2 separate regions of the Mus musculus genome follow, and region 1 is linked to region 2. Evidence: chromatin contacts called from public HiChIP or PLAC-seq data. All regions are on one chromosome and are shown on one strand. Each heading gives the region's core, a stretch centred on a gene start, on an enhancer-like site or on the middle of the called end of the contact. The rest is flanking DNA. Distances are from core to core; before and after follow the strand shown. Region 1 overlaps Rnf216 (ring finger protein 216). Region 2 overlaps Iqce (IQ motif containing E).

What was found. HiChIP or PLAC-seq counts read pairs in DNA pulled down with a chosen protein or histone mark.
Region 1: a contact with region 2 is called in an H3K27ac HiChIP or PLAC-seq map of large pre-B cells, with 6 times the contacts expected there. The contact joins two enhancer-like sites. A contact is called at or near these places in 1 of 39 promoter capture datasets (the 3T3-L1 cell line) and 1 of 115 datasets of contacts at active chromatin or transcription factors (large pre-B cells).

Annotation. Positions count from the first base shown.
Region 1 is chr5:143,048,763-143,052,196 of GRCm38.p6, forward strand. The region is part of intron 13 of Rnf216 (ring finger protein 216); the gene reads right to left. Gm43380 (a long non-coding RNA gene) reads left to right here. Exons shown (of 3, transcript XR_003955828.1): 2 at 1-3,434. Among named protein-coding and RNA genes, the nearest start is that of Gm43380, 11 kb to the left of the region's middle. Within about 2 kb of position 2,024, at least 119 of the 459 cell types and tissues checked have an H3K27ac peak or open chromatin away from gene starts, as enhancers often do.
Region 2 is chr5:140,661,394-140,664,624 of GRCm38.p6, forward strand. It overlaps Iqce (IQ motif containing E), which reads right to left. Exons shown (of 23, transcript NM_028833.3): 23 at 2,112-3,231. Among named protein-coding and RNA genes, the nearest start is that of Ttyh3, 14 kb to the left of the region's middle. Within about 2 kb of position 1,723, at least 107 of the 459 cell types and tissues checked have an H3K27ac peak or open chromatin away from gene starts, as enhancers often do.

The DNA of each region.
Region 1 (3,434 bases), core at 774-3,273, 2.4 Mb after region 2:
AGAAGAATGCAGATACAATCTTGGCCCATACTGAGCTTTAAAAATGTGCCTGAATAAACAGTTTTCTCCTCTCTCCCTCTCTCTCTCTCTCTGTAAGCCTAATTCCAGGGCCTAACTTGAGTAAGGCAAGTGACTGACTGCTGAGTCACACCTCAGCCTGCAAAGACTTACTTTTAAGGACTTAGAGATTTGAACTTGCAAATAATGACCCCTTTTCCTTCTTGCAATGTGACCTGGACCCAGCACCTTGGAAACTTCTTGTTTCTGCAGTTGAGCTCCTCTCACTTGAGTCCTGTTAAGCTCAGTGACTTCTCAGCCCTCGGGGCCTACCTTCTATGTGACAGTCAGCATGAGAGAAGACTGCTCCAACACAGCATCCTGGAGGAGAGCAGTAAGATGGCCAGCCTTCCCTTGCAGGAATAGTGTGTGCCTGAAAACCCCCAGGGAGACTTGGATTGCCACAAGCTCTCTGGTCTCTTTCCAGAGCCCAGAGCCCTGAGGAGGGATAGATGGAATAGGAAGGAATGGCACTCCTGTTTCTCTGGTGAGGAAGTCAGGGTGAATGTTCTGTTGATGACCACATAGTTCAGTTTTTGAATGTCTTTCCAATGAGCAGGAGTTGCTGCTGGGAACTACCAGAGCCATGGGCAGGCAGAGTCACCTACTGAGTGTTCCAGTGACAATTCTACTTCACTGCTCTGTTCTTTTTTTTTTTTTTTTAATTGGGTATTTATTTCGTTTACATTTCCAATGCTATCCCAAAAGTCCCTCACACGCTCCCCCACCTACTCCTCTACCCACCCACTCCCACTTCTTGGCCCTGGCGTTCCCCTGTACTGAGGCATATAAAGTTTGCAATGACCAATGGGCCTCTCTTTCCACTGATGGCCGACTAGGCCATCTTCTGATTGATATGCAGCTAGAGTCACGAGCTCTGAAGGGGTATTGGTTAGTTCATATTGTTGTTCCACCTATAGGATTGCAGATCCCTTCAGCTCCTTGGGTACTTTCTCTAGCTCCTCCATTGGGGGCCCTGTTATAAATCCAATAGCTGACTGTGAGCATCCACTTCTGTGTTTGCCAGGCCCCGGCATAGTCTCACAAGAGACAGCCTTCACTGCTCTGTTAGAATCATTCACTTATTTAGAATACAAGAGAAAGGTTTTTGGAAACTTGCCAGAGCAGCCATCAGACGCAGTGCTATTTGCAGCAACGGACTGTTTCCTACAGAAGGTCTTAAAGATGAAAGCACAGGCCCTGACCAGCCCAACTGGATTCATTGTCATGGTCAATTGATTGTGCCTGTCAGGAACGCCAGGTTCTAAATTAAAAGCTAAAAATTAAGGAATATGTGAAATTTCTAGACATTAAAGAGTTCACAGGCAGCTATCTCTGAAGCAAAGACAGTCTTGAAGGACCCTTTTCCTAGCACCACGGAGTTAAGTGACACTGAAGTATTTCTAGTATAACCCCACTGCTCTTTCCAAGATTCTGAACTAAGCAGATACAGAGAAAATGATCCCAGATGTGAGGTGTCCCAGACCCAGGAAAATCAAACACACCGCCTATCCACCCACCCAGAAAGTAGCTCATCAAGAAAAGGGATAAAAGACTCTATTTGCATTTTCAAGGATGTGAAAGTGAAAGTACTGAAAGAATTAGGAACCCCTTTCCCCAACCAGGCTTTCTCTGTGCAGCTCAGCTGTCCTAAACCTCGCTGGGAACGCTAAGATTATAAGCATGTGTCATAATACCCAGCTTATTCAGTGCTGTAAACCAGAAACCCAGGATTCCATCCATGCTAGGCAAGTACTGAGCTGCATCTAACTGGAAGCCATTTTGCTAAGGGTTTGAGGATTTGCGCCGATCATGAAGAATGGCTTAGAATTCTGTACCAACACAGCAGTAACGCCTGTCACAGTCAATACACCTTCCTGTTTCCTAGAGGAAAGGAGCCAACCTGAAGATGAGAGCATGGCTTAGCACAGCACACTCCCACTGACATCACAGACACTATAGCTGGCTGGTGGGGACAACAGGCCTTTTGTTTTTAGAAGCACAGACTGGGTGAAGTTGAAAGCACTTCCAGCAATGTTTACTCTTCTTTTAATTATTAGTTGCCTGAGGGAAAAATATATAATACAAGTGTGATTTAACAGTAAATGACGCTGAAGTGAACTCACTGCATACTGTATCACACACTCAAGTACTTATGAGCCACAAAGAAAAAAGGAGGAGGGAGCTATCCTTCATTTCATTCTAGGAAGAACAAGGGGAGAGATGGTCAGCCAAACTGAATCCCCCTTTTTTAAAGATTTATTTATTTATTTTATGTATGATGAATACACTGTAGCTGTCTTCAGACACACCAGAAGAGGGCATCAGGTCCCATTACAGATGGTTGTGAGCCACCATGTGGGTGCTGGGAATTGAACTCAGGACCTCAGAACCGCTGAGACATCTCTCTAGCCACCACCACCCCCAATTGATTTTTTTTTAAATCTCTACTAACATATGTACATGCCAAGAAGGTGGACACTCTTGTCTCAAGCCATCCTTTAGCTACTGAATTCCTTATAGGAAAATAAAAAGCTATGCCTCGACATTCAGAAAGAGGGAATGGAGCAGGAAGCTCACACACTGCATTCCATGTCTTGCTCTGAGCCTTTAACAGAGGCTCCCATGTAACAGACTCCCATGCGTCTTGTGTTTTCTGGAATGGGATATAAAATTGTATTGATGACTAACAGTAATTCTACGTATCTCACTTTATTATCAATGAGAGGGTTGCTTTAGATAACTATGACACATGATCTCCTGGATGAGAACTAACATCAAAACACAAAATACTGCTCTTAAAGATAAAACTTAGGTATAGTGGTGCCTACCCGTAAGTCCAGCACAGCTAGCTGGAGAACCAACAATAAAACAAATTGGTAAAACTCAGGAGCCTGAATGGCAAAGCTGACTGAATGTAGGAAGAGAAGCAAGTATTAAAAGGCTAAAGACAAAGGTGCTGCTCACTCTGTCTTCAGTGGATCTGGGAGACTGGGCTGCTGTGGCTCCTGCTCAATACAATGAAACGGAATGAAAGCCTTCAGAAGCCTGTGTGCCAACCTGCAGGGCCAAGTACACTGCTAGGAAGAGCACTAGGAAGGGATTCTTTGGTGCGGGCTGGAGAAGGGATGGTGGTTGCAGGAAGGCTGGCGTCACCATGTGATAACTGCAGCAACTGCATTTCTTGCTATGTGAGACATGGATAAGTGACAGACTTAATTTTCGGTTTTGGGATCCATGACTCACCCCAGGACTTTCCCTCAAGCATGGCCATATTTGAGTATCACAAAGAAAAAGGAAAAGAAAACGAAAAGGAAAGGGGGTTGGGAATATAGCCCAGTAGTGGGGTGCTTGTCTAGTGTGCATGATGCCGAGTT
Region 2 (3,231 bases), core at 473-2,972:
GCATGGTACCAAGAAGTGCCTTTATCTACTAAGCCATCATGCTGGCTATAAATTACAATATTTTTTTAGCTGGGTGTGGTGGTGCATGCTTTTAACCTCATTCCAGTAAGTACTATCTAGTTAAACCCCATTAAAAAAAAAAAAAAGGCCAGGGGACCCAGTCCCCACTGGCCTGAGCCGTTCTGAGTTTCATTTCCCAGCTTGTGGATGCAGGCGCTCTGACAGGTGCCTGCCCAGCTGCGGCCTGCACTGGACAGGTTAGTCGAGATTGCAGTATGGCTGCTGTATGCAGATCCCCGTGACCCCCAAGTAGGTAAGAACCTCAGGAGAGGGCCACAGGCTCCATGTCAGCCAGCCGTCTCTGGCCCTCAGAGCTTCCGAGCCACCCAGGAACGTATGGCTTCCCCCTCCCCAAGGAGGAATTTGCAATTAGTTTGACCAGGATATACTGGAATTTTTATTTAGATCTCAAAGTTGAGAGTGCTTTCCCGGGAAGGTATTTATAGGTTTAAAGACATCTGTTCTGCTCCAATCTTCCCTCTTTTTCTAATGATTGGTCTCTTCACAGAGAGGGCTCTGTCTCTGTGAGACTGAAGGCACAGTCCTCTCTCCCCTCCTCGGGAGACAAAAATAGACATTTATCAGACAGAATCCAGCCGGCACCTGCAGTCAGGGTCATTCAGGCACAGTCGCTCCTTGAAACTGAAATGAGTGGACCTACAAAAAGCTCCCATGTGCTGTGGGGTTTTACACAAACGCCAGGCACAGGGCCCTGGGAAATTAGTTCTGGTTACCCATCAGGCGGCCTACAGGGACTGTGGTCTTGGTGGCTTCAAGCCCCTCTGAATGTGGCATGACCATGCGGTCATACTGCATTAAGACTGCACCTTTGGGGTTGGAGGTGTGGCTCAGTGGTAGAGTAACAAAAGAAGGACCTGGGCCCCATCCCCGGCGCCATATAAAAAAAGCTCACTACAGAGTCTGATTCCGATCTCCGCAGGTTTGCTCCCACCCACACGCAGCTCACTGATGTCTGTTTTGCTAGTTTTGGGAAGCCTGGTTTGTATCAGCCTCCTCTCTGTGCTTCCTCCTCAGCTGCATCTGGTGGGTGGAGGTGAAACAAGGGGAGCAGAGGGGAGCAGAGTTTCCCAGATCTTGCTTTTTTTTTTCATAGGGGCAGCATCTTCAAGGAGGATGGCTCCAGTCTGTTCCTGGCTTTTGAGGTCCCTGCTGGCTTCCTGTGCACTCTCCAGAGAGGCTCAGAGCCTCAGGCAAGCGCGTGTGTAAACGTGAGCGGTGTGCGTAGCCTTTCACTTTTTCAGCTCTGCGCACAGGTCAGCTACAGCAGTGAGTGAGGCCTCGGTCAGCAGACTGACAGCCACCCATCGGGCGGGGTCACAAAGCGAGCACGGGCTCTTTTAGAGATGAGCTACCTACCAGCCTACACAGAAGGCTCACTCCTGCTCTTTAAGCACAAGGTGATGTGGAGCTGTTGCTGTGGAAATCAGGGCACAGTGACGTCACTGACCCAGCTCTGCACATACCTGGGCCTCCTTTGGTTCTGAATGCTGAGGTCAGAGGTCCTTACAAAGGTCTCCACTCCTACTCACCCCCAGGGATGAAGTTTGCTGCTTCTTAAGGCCCCACTGCCAGTCCACAGCTGGCTGCGTCCAAGACCAGCACACTCCCAGAGGGCTTGGCCCAACCCACAGCCTCTACTCTTCTTCCTCTTTCCTCGACCCACCCCCCACCCTACCACAGTCCCTGGCAATTGGCATATACCTCACCCCTCAGTAGTTTTTGTTTTGCCAATGGCCCTGGCTGGCCAGTCAGGCTTGGAGAACTTGTGCCTACACAACCAAGCCAAGCACAAGGACTCTTGTCTTACAGATCAGGTGCCGTTCAGGCCGGCAGGACTTCCAGTTCCCACATCGGCTCCTGGAGAAGTCAGCGGGAGCTCACTGTACTGCCCCTGCACCCCAGATAGGCTACCACGCCCCCCTCCCCCGGGCACTTTCTCTGATGCAGACAGCCAGGGGCAGTCTGCTCTGGCAATGGCGCGTGGGTGGAGAGCACAGAACACAGGACGGACACCTGCCAAAGGCAGAGGCTTCAGGCTTCACCCTCATTTACTGGGGCAGCTTCAAGACAGGCTTTGCCTTTAATAGATGAGCTGCTACACCAAAGGATGGGAAGGCTACAGCTTTCCTGTGTTTCAGAGGCAGGTTCTTAGAAAACCCAAGTGCGGGGGCTGATCAGACCTCATTGCCCACTGGCCAGGCTGGGTGCACAGGTTGGCCCTGCAGCTAGAGTGCCATCTTGCATAACCCCTTCCTGAGGTGGAGCACCCCCCCCCAGGTGAAGGGGGTGAAAACACCCCACCCTGACTGTTTGCTCACTCGGAACACTCAATGCACAGATGGCTGCAGTTAAATAAGGGAGGGGACAGAGCAGTGGCACATGGACACTCCTGGCCCCGGGAAAGGTACAGGCACATGAGGGCCACCTGTAGCCGCCGTCTTGTGTCTTAGTGGGTGGTGTCTGAGGCTTTAAGGGGTGGCAGCAATCACAGGGAACACAGCCAAGTTCTGACAAGGAAGCAGATCTACAGAGGGCTCCAGGCGGCTGCTATGTGAGTAAAGTTACCACCAGTTCACTGAGAAACTACCTTGGCAGGCAGCCTCCAGGCCATGGCTGCGTTGTGTTTTGCCCCCTGGTGGAGAAAAATGGGAGGCAGCTGTCCCTGGTCCCATCAGAGTATTAGGGGTGCTTAAACCTTCCAGGAGCAGGTAGACAAAGCTGGGCCCTCCCTCTTCCTGGTCTCTAACTGGCAAGCCCAGCTCACTTCCTGAACGTCCTATCAGGCAAGTGTTTTGTAGAGAAGGGTGCCAGGAACTAAATGGTCCCCAAAAGCAAACCTCTTGGGGGTCCCCACTGGTCTACTCCAAGAAAGAACCTTATTAGGTTTTCCTTGAGACAAATCTCAGTTCTATGGGACCAGGAAGTTCCATCTCCAGTGACCTATGGAGACCACCAGCAGCCAGTCTAACAGGCACTCTGGAGGGGACACTTGGGCAGCAGGCCTAAGTTACATGGAGCCTGGATACTCCTAAAACCCTGTCTAAGCCCAAAGTCCCTCATTCTCACCCACTGCCAGGAGCTAATTTCACAGACAAGGGACCAACACCTCAAGCTGCCAGATGCTGAGGGTGCCAGATGGCACCGGTCACC